2 separate regions of the Mus musculus genome follow, and region 2 is linked to region 1. The links are chromatin contacts, called in public Hi-C maps. All regions are on one chromosome and are shown on one strand. The core of a region is the stretch at or near the end of the contact, and the rest is flanking DNA. Distances in the headings are between cores, read along the strand shown. Region 1 overlaps Pgm5 (phosphoglucomutase 5). Region 2 overlaps Pgm5 (phosphoglucomutase 5).

What was found. A called contact is a pair of places that touch in the nucleus more often than the background predicts.
Region 2: a contact with region 1 is called in a Hi-C map of myocytes, with 2.3 times the contacts expected there. A contact is called at or near these places in 5 of 484 Hi-C or Micro-C datasets (adipose-derived mesenchymal stem cells, embryonic fibroblasts, muscle stem cells and 2 more) and 6 of 130 datasets of targeted methods (the NIH/3T3 cell line, embryonic fibroblasts, heart atrium and 1 more).

Annotation. Positions count from the first base shown.
Region 1 is chr19:24,717,725-24,723,365 of GRCm38.p6, reverse strand. All of the region lies in intron 9 of Pgm5 (phosphoglucomutase 5), which reads left to right. Among named protein-coding and RNA genes, the nearest start is that of Gm38581, 13 kb to the right of the region's middle.
Region 2 is chr19:24,822,160-24,827,800 of GRCm38.p6, reverse strand. It overlaps Pgm5 (phosphoglucomutase 5), which reads left to right. Exons shown (of 11, transcript NM_175013.2): 3 at 3,363-3,509. Among named protein-coding and RNA genes, the nearest start is that of Gm52405, 34 kb to the left of the region's middle.

The DNA.
Region 1 (5,641 bases), core at 1,451-3,950:
CTTGTGCTGAGTCTGTGTTTTATCCTAGCCTTTCAATATTTCATAGTGAAATTTGAGGTTCTGATGAGTGAGTGATCCACGGTAGGGGAGGCTCCTGGTCACCTCTTGTGTGGTCTAAACTCGACTTACTAGAGGACAGAAATAGATACAGACACAGCTTGCAACAATACCTTTCATACAAAATCTTTGCTGTTTGCTCGATGCAGAAACTGTCTGTAAGCACAGCATTGTAGTAGCCTGTGCTTCGTGGTACTGCTGGAAATCAATGGGCAACTTTGAAGTGGGTAGTCAGGGAAATCTAAGGACTGGCATTACTCCTCCACCACTAAAAAACAAAAACCAAGATTTAATGTTCTAATTTCTGACTTGATTTTCCTTCTGCCTGCTGTGACAAAATACAAAGATAACTTAGGGAAGAAGGGATTCGTTTGGCTCACAGTTCCAGGTTATAGCATATTATAGCAGAGCTAGCAGAGAAGTCACCGCCATGGAAGCTTGAGGGAGCTGGCCACATCCCATTAATATCAGGAGGTAAGGGCAAAGAGTACATGTGTACTAGTGCTCTCCTTGCCATCTCTGCTCTTACCCAATGCAGAATCCTCTGCCCAGAAAAATGACATCATCCACACGGGTGCCTCTTCCCATCTCAAGGTATGTAATTACGATAACGTCCATAGGCATACCCATAGAACAGCTAATCTAGACATCCCTCATTCTTTCTACATGATCCTAGGTTGCATGAAACTGGTAATTAACTATCATGGCATTCAAGGTCAAGTGTTTCATTGTGGTATTTTTCAGGCAAATATATCAGATTTTCTTCTTACTCATCTCCCACTTCTACCCCGCTCACCCCGTTGCTCTCCCCTCTCTTTTCCCAGTCTTTCCTTCTGTGTTCCTGTCACATACATTCAGTTATTCTCTCCTGTTCCCCCCTTCCCTTAGACTTCTTCTTCCCCTCTCTTAGATCTCTTTCTACCCACCCCCCCAATTTAAATCTAGGCTTCGCCTATGAGAAGAAACATGGGAAATTTGTCTGCATCTGGCTTATTTCACATAACATAATGATCTCCAGTTCCATCCATTTTCCTACAGATGTAATAATCTCCTTTTTCTTCATAGTTGAATGAAACTTCAATGTGTACATATACCACATTTTCTTTATCCATTCATCTATTAATGGACATCTAGGCTGGTTTCATTTCTGGCCTGATATGTGTAGTAAAGCAATAAATATAGATGTAACTGTTTCTTTGGGGTATAATGACTTATAATCCTTTATACCTAGGATACCAAAAATTACCAAACTGTAGTTATGCTTTTAGCTTTAATTTCCATAGTGGATGTTCCAGTTTCTACCCTTACCAGCAATGGATAAGGAATCCCTTGTCTCTACATTCTCACCAAAATCAATAAACAATATTTTTTCAAATAAAGTTTTACTCTATAGCTTAATTTGGCCTGGAACTTGGTATATATCCTAGGCTGGCCTCGAACTTACCAACTGCCTATCTTTCTGCCCTCCTCTTTTTTTTAAAAAAAAGTATTTCTTTGTGAGAATTTCACACTTGAGGACTGTATTTACATCATTTCCCTACTCTCTTCCCTCTGCAACTCTTCCCATGTTTCCCCACTCCCTCACAAACTCACGACCTCTTCTTCTTTATTTCTTATTGTCACATGCATGTATGTGTATAATAATAAACATGGTGAGTCCATTTAGTTTTGCTCATATTCACATTATTCGGGGCTGGCAACTTGGAGATGGGTAACCCATCTCAGGGGCTGATCCCTGGAGAAGACAGACTCTTCTTTTAGTAGCTATCAACCAACTGTAGCTCTTCATCCAAAAGTGGGACCTTCTAAGATTTTCCCCATCTATTTTGGGATGTTGGCTGGTATTGTCGTTATATAGGTCTAGTCTAGGTGACCACATTGTTAAGATTTCATGGGTACAACTCCTTGTGACATACAGAAGACTCATGTTGATCCTACGACACCCTTTTCATGATGTTTCCTTAGCCTTAGGTGGAGGGACTGTGCTATAAATGTATCAGTTGGGAATGGGCATGCCAAAATCTGTTGTTCTCTTCATTGTAAGCTGGTTGTGGATTTCCATAATGGTTTCTGTCTATTGCAAAGACAAGTGTTTTTGATGCAAGATGAAAGCCACACTTACTTGTGGGTATAAGTCTAAGTATTTAAATGCAGTTGGGAATTATACTGGTTTAGGAATGTGGCAGTCATAGGTTCTCCGCTAAGGTCCATGACCTCACCAGCCAGAGTTAGTTGGTTAAGTTTATGGTGCCATTTTCTCATATTGAGTGAGCCTTAAATCCAACGAGGTGATCTTCCACCGTCTTTATGAATTATCTTACTTGTTCTCCCTATGATATCCATCTGAGAAAATGGGAATAATAGATGGCTACCACGTGAAATCAGTAGGAAAATCAAACATTACCTGTAAATTCCTGGCACCAAAAAAGGACTCTAGTAAGTGATTAACTTAACTTACTCAAGCAACCTTGAGAGCACTGGGGATGTAACAGAGGGTGAACATCTTACTACCTTGACCCCCAACACTGTAACAAATGAAACAAAAAGAACAGAGCTGAGCTTTGATGAGTCACATATAACAAGAAAAGCAAAGAGAAAATATACTTGCCAGGGTGTCATGTGAAGATCTGAAAGGGCCTCTGGTTTCTGAGTCATCTCTCAGTGATTCAACTCACATTACCCTCTCCTCCATCATCCCCCTCCACTCCCCACCAACACATACATTCTGGTTCAGGAAGGGAAAGGTTCTTTAAGGCAGCTTAGACTCCCTCTTTGACCTTAATTTGAGGTCAGAGTCAGAAAACAGATAATGGAAAAAAAAAAAGTCATTCTACATGCCAACCAAATTGACCCTAAAATCCTGTTGTGGTGATAAATCCCTGGCCTGCTCAATGGCCTTGGAAATGTTCAGGGAAATCTGTCCTGCCTGAGACCCTGAAAAAGTTGGAGGCAAGAAGGAAGCCCTAAGGCACTCCACCCCAACTTGAATTCTCAGGGACTCCTTTGTCCTGATTATGGCTTTCTAGCCTTCATGGGATTTACTATGACTGTTTTAGGCTTCTGGGTGAACTAAGGATCTACTGCCTTTAGAAATAGCAACTTAATAAGGCTTGGTACCACTACCATCATTTCATATCCAGGGCTAGGCGCTGTGTCCCTTTTACCACCAACATCCCAAGGGACATTTTAGTGCCGAGACAGTCTCCTATCACTGAGTTGTCCTGTCTGTTTGTAGCCTTGGTCCTGTCTTTTCAGTTCCCATAGCTAGGAGACTCTTCCAATCCTAACAGTAGGAAAATTTCAGTCTTGGTTCTGTGAAGGAAGGGCAGCTGGGAAAAGTGGCCAGACACTGAGAGCTGACAGATTGCCACCATTATGGTTGAACTTGTAATTACTGTAGAACTTAGAAAACATGATTTTGAGAACTTAGTTGGGCATACATATTCGGAGAACTAATGTAGGGCAGGAATCTAGGAAGCTCTTCAGTGGGAGATGACATTTAAGCCATGCCCAGAAGAGTAGGCAGGAGCTGACCCAGTGAAATCATTGCGTCAAACTCTGAGTCTTTCCTCAATGGAATATAATTATATGGCTGGTTAGCTTTCTTGGCGAGATTGATTAGAGACAGTCTCATGTGGTATTATGATACCTACAATTATAATTTTCTACTTCAACAGTTCTGCAACCCTGTAGTCATGGCAAACGAAAACAACTTGGCTCTCTGCTTTGCTTTGCTAAATATGCCTGTTAGTAGGATGTCTTGAAAACTATTGGAAAAATATTTCCTAGTAGTATCCAGTTTCCCTGGGATTTTCCTATTTGTCCTTTAAGCACTAAACACATAGTCCGTTCTTTATAATTACCTACCTGTTAGCTACTGCTATGAAAAATAGAGTAATGGTATCATAGTTTCTTGTTAGGTGGGAGGCCCTCCTTCTGCTTCTAGAGAGTTCAGTTACAGTGAGTTAACCTCTCCTGGCAAAAGCTGATAGGTTTACGGCTGTCTTCTAAACTATAAAGAGCCTCTAAGTGGTCTTCAATCAGAGGCACCTCATGATGAAACTCTACTGTCTCTATATGATCATGTTAATAAAAGAGGGAAGGTTGCATATTCACACAGGAACTAGGGGAGTAAGTGCTGCTGTGACTAGGGTGTGGGGTGTGGGGTGTGAGGTGTGGGGTGTGGGGTGGTATTTCTGAGCCCATGGTCTCCCAGGCCCAACACCAGTGTGATGTAGAGTAAACAGGGATGGGCAATAATTCCAACCAAGAAATGAGCGAATATACCCAATCTGTTTCCCTTGCCCACATTTTATGGCTATGATTTAATGAGGAAAATCCAATCAGCATCTCATCACTTAAAGTAGCATTTGCTAGATTCGATCTTTGAGAGAGCATCTAAGGGGTCCTTTGGTTTAATTTTCTCCAAACAATTCTTTCATTCTTTCTGTTGGACTCAAAGGGGCCTGTTGATTAAAAAAAAAAAAAAAAAAAAAAAAAACAACTTTTTATGATTCTTTTTGAGTTTCCCTCATGTACCCCAGTCTCACTCATCTCCCTGTCCCTTCATATTAGCTCTTTGCCCTTGAAATCTCCCCCTCAAAACAACACACAACAACAAAGCACAGAAAACATCTCATTGTGGAAGCTGTAGTGTGTCACAGTGTGTCCCACAGTATACCCCTCTGTTCACACATCTTCACTTGCTAATCTTCATTTGCTAATGTTTGTAGCTTGTCACTGCTACTTTATGGGTTCTTCTTTTCCCTACCCTTTATCCCCCTCCCCCAGTTCACTCCCTATCACGAGATGGGAGAGAAAGAAGGCAAGGAGAGAGACAGACAGACAGAGACAGAGAGACAGAGAGACAGAGAATGAGATCTGTGACTCTAATTTCTTTCTTCTTGTTTCTTCATTGACCACAACTGCTAAAAAGAAAAAAAAAAAACCACAACCAACCACCAACCCTGCCTCTTGGGGCACAAGCATTTTATTTTCCTCTGAAAAGTATCCAAAATTCCAAATGTCCCACAACCACAGACACTATCAGCAGTTGGCAAAACCACAGCTCTGCTAGAGCACGAGGCAAATCACAGTCAGCTGCTGTGGAGTAGCCCTGTATCCTACACCTGGGATTAAAACAAAAACATATTCTAATAATACTTCTGTGTTTATTATTTTAAGGGACAAAAATTCCAGAATTCTCACTACAAATGTTTATTGCAATGAGTCACTGGTGTGGTTGGGAAGATCTCTGGCTTCTGTAACACCATCAATATTGGATCTTCTTTGGCATACCTCCCAATTATCCTGTTGTTGTCATGGAGATCCCACAGCTTTCAAACAGCAGGACCTTTTCAAGTGTCCCAACCATTTGCAGATGATATAGATTTTAGGGTGGGCCAATTCAGAGCCCTGGATCTGAGCCTGTGTGGTAGCTGAACTGGTCAGCCTGCTGGCTCTCCCTTTTCCTCACCACCAGGGTGAGCTCTCCAGCACTGCTTTGGCTAGGCCACCCAATGCCATCATCAGTAAGAGGCTAGGTCAGCTCTCTTGCTCTTATGCCCTCAAGGCTGGCTCACTT
Region 2 (5,641 bases), core at 1,806-4,305, 100 kb before region 1:
TGAGTGAGGTAACACATTCACAAAGAAACTCACACAATATGTATTCACTGATAAGTGGATATTAGCCCCAAACCTAGGATACCCAAGATATAAGATATAATTTGCTAAACACATGAAACTCAAGGAGAATGAAGACTGAAGTGTGGACACTATGCCCCTCCTTAGATTTGGGAACAAAACACCCATGGAAGGAGTTACAGAGACGGAGTTTGGAGCTGAGATGAAAGGATGGACCATGTAGAGACTGCCATAGCCAGGGATCCACCCCATAATCAGCATCCAAACGCTGACACCATTGCATACACTAGCAAGATTTTATTGAAAGGACGCAGATGTAGCTGTCTCTTGTGAGACTATGCCGGGGCCCAGCAAACACAGAAGTGGATGCTCACAGTCAGCTAATGGATGGATCATAGGGCTCCCAATGGAGGAGCTAGAGAAAGTAGCCAAGGAGCTAAAGGGATCTGCAACCCTATAGGTGGAACAACATGATGAGCTAACCAGTACCCCGGAGCTCTTGACTCTAGCTGCATATATATCAAAAGATGGCCTAGTCGGCCATCACTGGAAAGAGAGGCCCATTGGACTTGCAAACTTTATATGCCCCAGTACAGGGGAATACCAGGGCCAAAAAGGGGGAGTGGGTGGGCAGGGGAGTGGGGGTGGGTGGATATGGGGGACTTTTGGTATAGCATTGGAAATGTAAATGAGTTAAATACCTAATAAAAAATGGAAAAATAAATAAATAAATAAATAAATAAAAAAAAATAAACTATTCATAAATTATTCATATGGAATGTTAACATACACAAAGAAAGACACACACAGATACACACATACCCATACACCAACACACACATGCATATTCACAGATAATCCTTCCCCCCCCACACACATACACACATACTAACCACAAGGAAAAATTAGAGCACATCTACAAGTGTTGAGGGCATAATCAACATGCAATAGTATAGGAAAATCACAAAATCACAAAAGTAGACACACAAAAAATGGAAGAAAGTAACAAAGAGCCAAGGAAACAACCAGAGAGCAGTCACCTGAGTGGGTGGGTAAGTACTATGAGTAATATCCCAGAATATACTTGGATTAACTTCTTCAATTAAAATAGGTAGAGTTGCTGGATGACTACAAAAAGGAGCCATCTCATCTCCTGGCTGCCTGTAGTTGACTCTGAAGCTTTAAGAGCACATGTGAGTCGAAAGGGAAGGAGGAGAAAAAGATAGTTCTGGAAGATAGATGCCAAAGGAAACCAAGGCTGGTAACACTTAGGTAAAATATAATTCAAGTCAAATAATTATTACAAGGTGAAAATAAGGTTACCATGTAATGACAAAGGGAACAGTTCACTAAGAACCCATAAGAATTATGAGTCTATATGTGCTCAGTGATGAGGCTCCCGAGTACTTAAAGCAAATCTTAATGAATACAAAGGAAGCAATGGGTATCAGGATAACAATAGTAGGGTACTTCAATATCCCATTTTCATCAATGGGTAGATCAACAAGACAAAGTTCTCATGGGAGTTGAACTTCATTTTATACCAAACAGACCTCACAGGCACGACTAGAACTTACTGTCTCATGACAGCAGGATATGTTCTTTCCCAGGACATGTGGAACATTCTTTAGTTAGACAATAAGATAACAAATTCAAGAATCATATGGACAGTTATTGTCTTCTATTTGCTAGGATGGCTACTATGAAAATAAGTAACATAAATGTTTGAGAGGATAGGGAGAAGGAGAAGCCTAGAATAATTGTCAAGTTATACAAATTGGTATGACCATTAAGGAAACAGTATGGAGGAAAAAAAAAGGAACTTCCATATGAGCAAGCCATCCCTCTTCTGACTCTAAACTCAATGATGCTGGATCACTATAGTGCAAGGAAATCTGCACTCCTATTTTCTTTGTAGCATTACCCACAATAGCTAATGTCTTAGGGTTTTACTGCTGTAAACAGACACCATGACCAAGGCAAGTCTTATAAAGGACAACATTTGATTGGGGATGGCTTACAGGTTCAGAGGTTCAGTCCATTATTATCAAGGTGAGACTATGGCAGTATCCAGACAGGCATGATGCAGGCAGAGCTGAGAGTTCTTCATCTTCTTGAAGACTGCTAGTGGACGACTAACTTCCAGGCAGGTAGAATGAGGGTCTTAAAGCCCATATCCACAGTGACACATCTACTCCTACAAGTTCACACCTTCTAATAGTGCCACTCCCTGGGCTGAGCATATACAAACCATGACAGCTAAGATATAGAAACAACCCAAGTATCTATTAATAGTTGAATAGATGAAGAAGGTAATAGATACACAATGGGATATTACCAGTCTTAGAATGGGATGGACTTTCATTTGTTACAACGTGGATGGACCTGGAGGGCATTCTGTTACATGAAATACTTCTGCACCCACAAGGCAGCTGACAATGTTCTGGTCTGTACCTCTAGTTCCAGGGGGATATGATGCCCTCTTCTGGATGCTGTGACCATTAAAGACATGTGGTGCACAGAAAATGTCAAGGTGAAACATCCATACACATAAAATTAAAGGTAAACTGTACGAACAAATGAAGATTCACCTTGCTCTCTGACTTCAGTTTCTCCACTTAGAGAGGGTGGTAATACTTGTGTTCTTGAGAATTAAGCTCCGTATAACATATCCAATATGTTTTCACACATGTAGGCTCACATGAGGACCCTATAGTCCTGTCTATGACCAAAACCAACTACTGATTTCATGCTTAGCTCATTTAAAGTCATTTAAGTCCAACACTGTTGCCAATCTGACCTCCTGAGGAAACATATCAAGCAGTTTTTAGCTACTTCCCATTTTTAAAAACTAAGTTGTGATGGCGAGTATGAACTGGAAAAAGTAATGAACGTATCTGGGTAGCATCACATATCAATGAGACAACAGTGAGGAGTAGAAATCAGAGTTCTGAGGCACTTGGGGAGCTGTGGTTTGAATCTGGAATCTCCGACTTCTGTCAAGTGCATATCCTGTTTGTGTCTCATATCCTGAACAAAGCTGATTACATAACCGGGTCTCCCCAGCAGGTGCAAAACTATTTTTAGAGTGTATGTATCATTGCTTAGAAGTGGATTAAAACAAACATGTGGGTTGTTCATCTACACTGAACAGGCCGGGCTGATCAAATATCCTCTCCATAGTGAAGAAATACAATGTGGGAGATACATGGTCTAATTGAACTTGTGAATCTTTGTTCATTGTTTAGAGAGTCCCTCTTTGCTAGTGCAGGAGGCCGGTAATGCATCTCTGATAGAAATTATAGAGGCTTTAAAATAAATGCATTTTGGATGTCAAATTTTAGGTCCTGCACCAGATGTTGTCTCAGACAAAATCTACCAGATCAGCAAAACAATTGAGGAATATGCCATATGTCCAGATCTTCGAATTGACCTATCTCGACTGGGAAGACAAGAATTTGACCTGGAGAACAAGTTCAAACCATTCAGAGGTAACAGATATCTTGAAAAAGTCAGAAAATTTTCCTGTGTGGGGCAACTTTCCAAGAGGGATGCATATGGTAGATTCTAGGTGTCCATGGATGTGTGGCGGGTCCTGGTTGGTGATCAGTGGTTTCTTCAGGGAAGGATACTCATGAAAACGACTGAATTAGTCATCTGAAGAGTGGCGCTGTATGAATAGTTGGAAAGTATATGCAGTGCAGAAAGAAACTGGAGAAACCTCTGAATTAGATATGGACACTTTCAAAAGCCACTCTCCAAACTGTATCATTCTCAACATAGGATAAGGTTTGTAGCATCATAGCATACACAGAGTAGACTGTGGACCACCAAAACTTGCTTTTCAATAATTTCTAAGTAATTAAGGCAAAGATGTGGGTCAAGAGAGCAATGGGTTGTTAAATTTCCCATGGGAGGTAGGAGTTTCTTTGACAGGCTAGAGCCATCCAGTTCTGCTTCATACACCATGCTTGATCACCTGCCCTATGCCAAGTACAGTCTCCAGAGATTTCACAAAGGAACTCAGTAACTCCCAAGTATTTTTTTAAAGGCAAAGTGTTCAAGAATTAAACAAACAGTCTGGCATACAATGTAACCACAGGACTCGGGAGACTGAGGAAGCAGGGTCATAAGTTGGAAACTAGCCAGAGCCCCACAGAGAGGTGTTGTCCCCCAAAAGGGAAAACAACCAGAATGAGTTTGACAAATGTTACATGTTTGAGTGGATAAACTATAGAAGAACTAAGAACAGAATTTATTATTTTACAGATTCAGTTTGAATACTATACTAATATTCATACTATGAATATGCATCTCATTTCATTTTATTCAATTAAAATTATACAGAAGGCATATAGTTAGCAATAGAGCTACCTTCTTTTATTCTTTCAGTCCCTCTACAAGATTGGGCACAGTTTGTGTTCCAGTGGTGTCCTCATTTTTACAAGTAATTCACCTAGATGAAAAAGATGAACTATCATAGGCACATGGTTTTTAAAAATATAGTAGTTTTATTAATTCTTTAAGAAATTTATATATTTACACAATGTACTTTGATCCTATTCACTGCCCCAACTCCTACTCATAATTTCTCCTGGATTCACCTTCACAACCTGTGCACAAGATTTTTAATGTCAGAGAAGAGCTTAAAATAAACTGTGTGGTGGCAAAAGCACTGGGATACCTATACCATGTCTTTCTTGGAAAGTTTTGAGTTGATTATTTGCTCAGATAGTATCTCCTGAAAGCCTTATCATATCCATTAGAAGCAACAGTGCCCATGTAAACAATAGAGTACCATTATTTGTTCTTCAATATTGTCATACATGTAAACAATGTATCTTCATCATGTAAACAATATATCTTGATCATATCACTTCCTAACTCTCCCACAGGCTCCACTCTTAACATGTCTTCCTTTCATATTCATGTTCTCTCTCTCTCTCTCTCTCTTGCTGTTTTTGTTTATTTTTAAACCACTGAATCTGATTAGTGCTTCCCTGTTGGAACATTGGTTGATCTTATTTGCTCGATATGGTGCAGGTAACCATACTTGCAGTGAGTTCCTAAACACAATGGCAATGCCATATGTAGAAGACAGGACTTAATACCACACTGTTCTCTGTCCTCCACCTCTTACATTCTCTTTTTTTTTCATTCTTTTTTTTTTTGCATTTTCTTCTTTATTAGATATTTTCTTTATTTACATTTCAAATTTTATCCCCTTCCCCCATTTTCCCTCTGAACCTCCCCTATTCCATCCCCCCTGCTCTGCTCACTAACCCATCCATTCCCACTCCGCTGTCCTGGGATCCCCCTACACTGGGGCATCGAGCCTTCACAAGACTAAGGGCCTCTCCTCCTATTGATGTCTCATAAGTCCATCCTCTGCTACTTATGTGGCTGGAGCCATGAGTCCCTCCTTGTGTACTCTTTGGTTGGTGGTTTAGTCCCAGGGAGCTCTGGGAGTACTGGATAGTTCATATTGCTGTTCCTCCTATGGGGCTGCAAACCCCTTCAGCTCCTTGGGTCCTTTCTCTAGCTCCTTCATTGGGGACCCTGTGCTCAGTTCAGTGGTAGGCTGAGAGCATCTACCTCTGTATTTGTCAGGTACTGGCAGAGC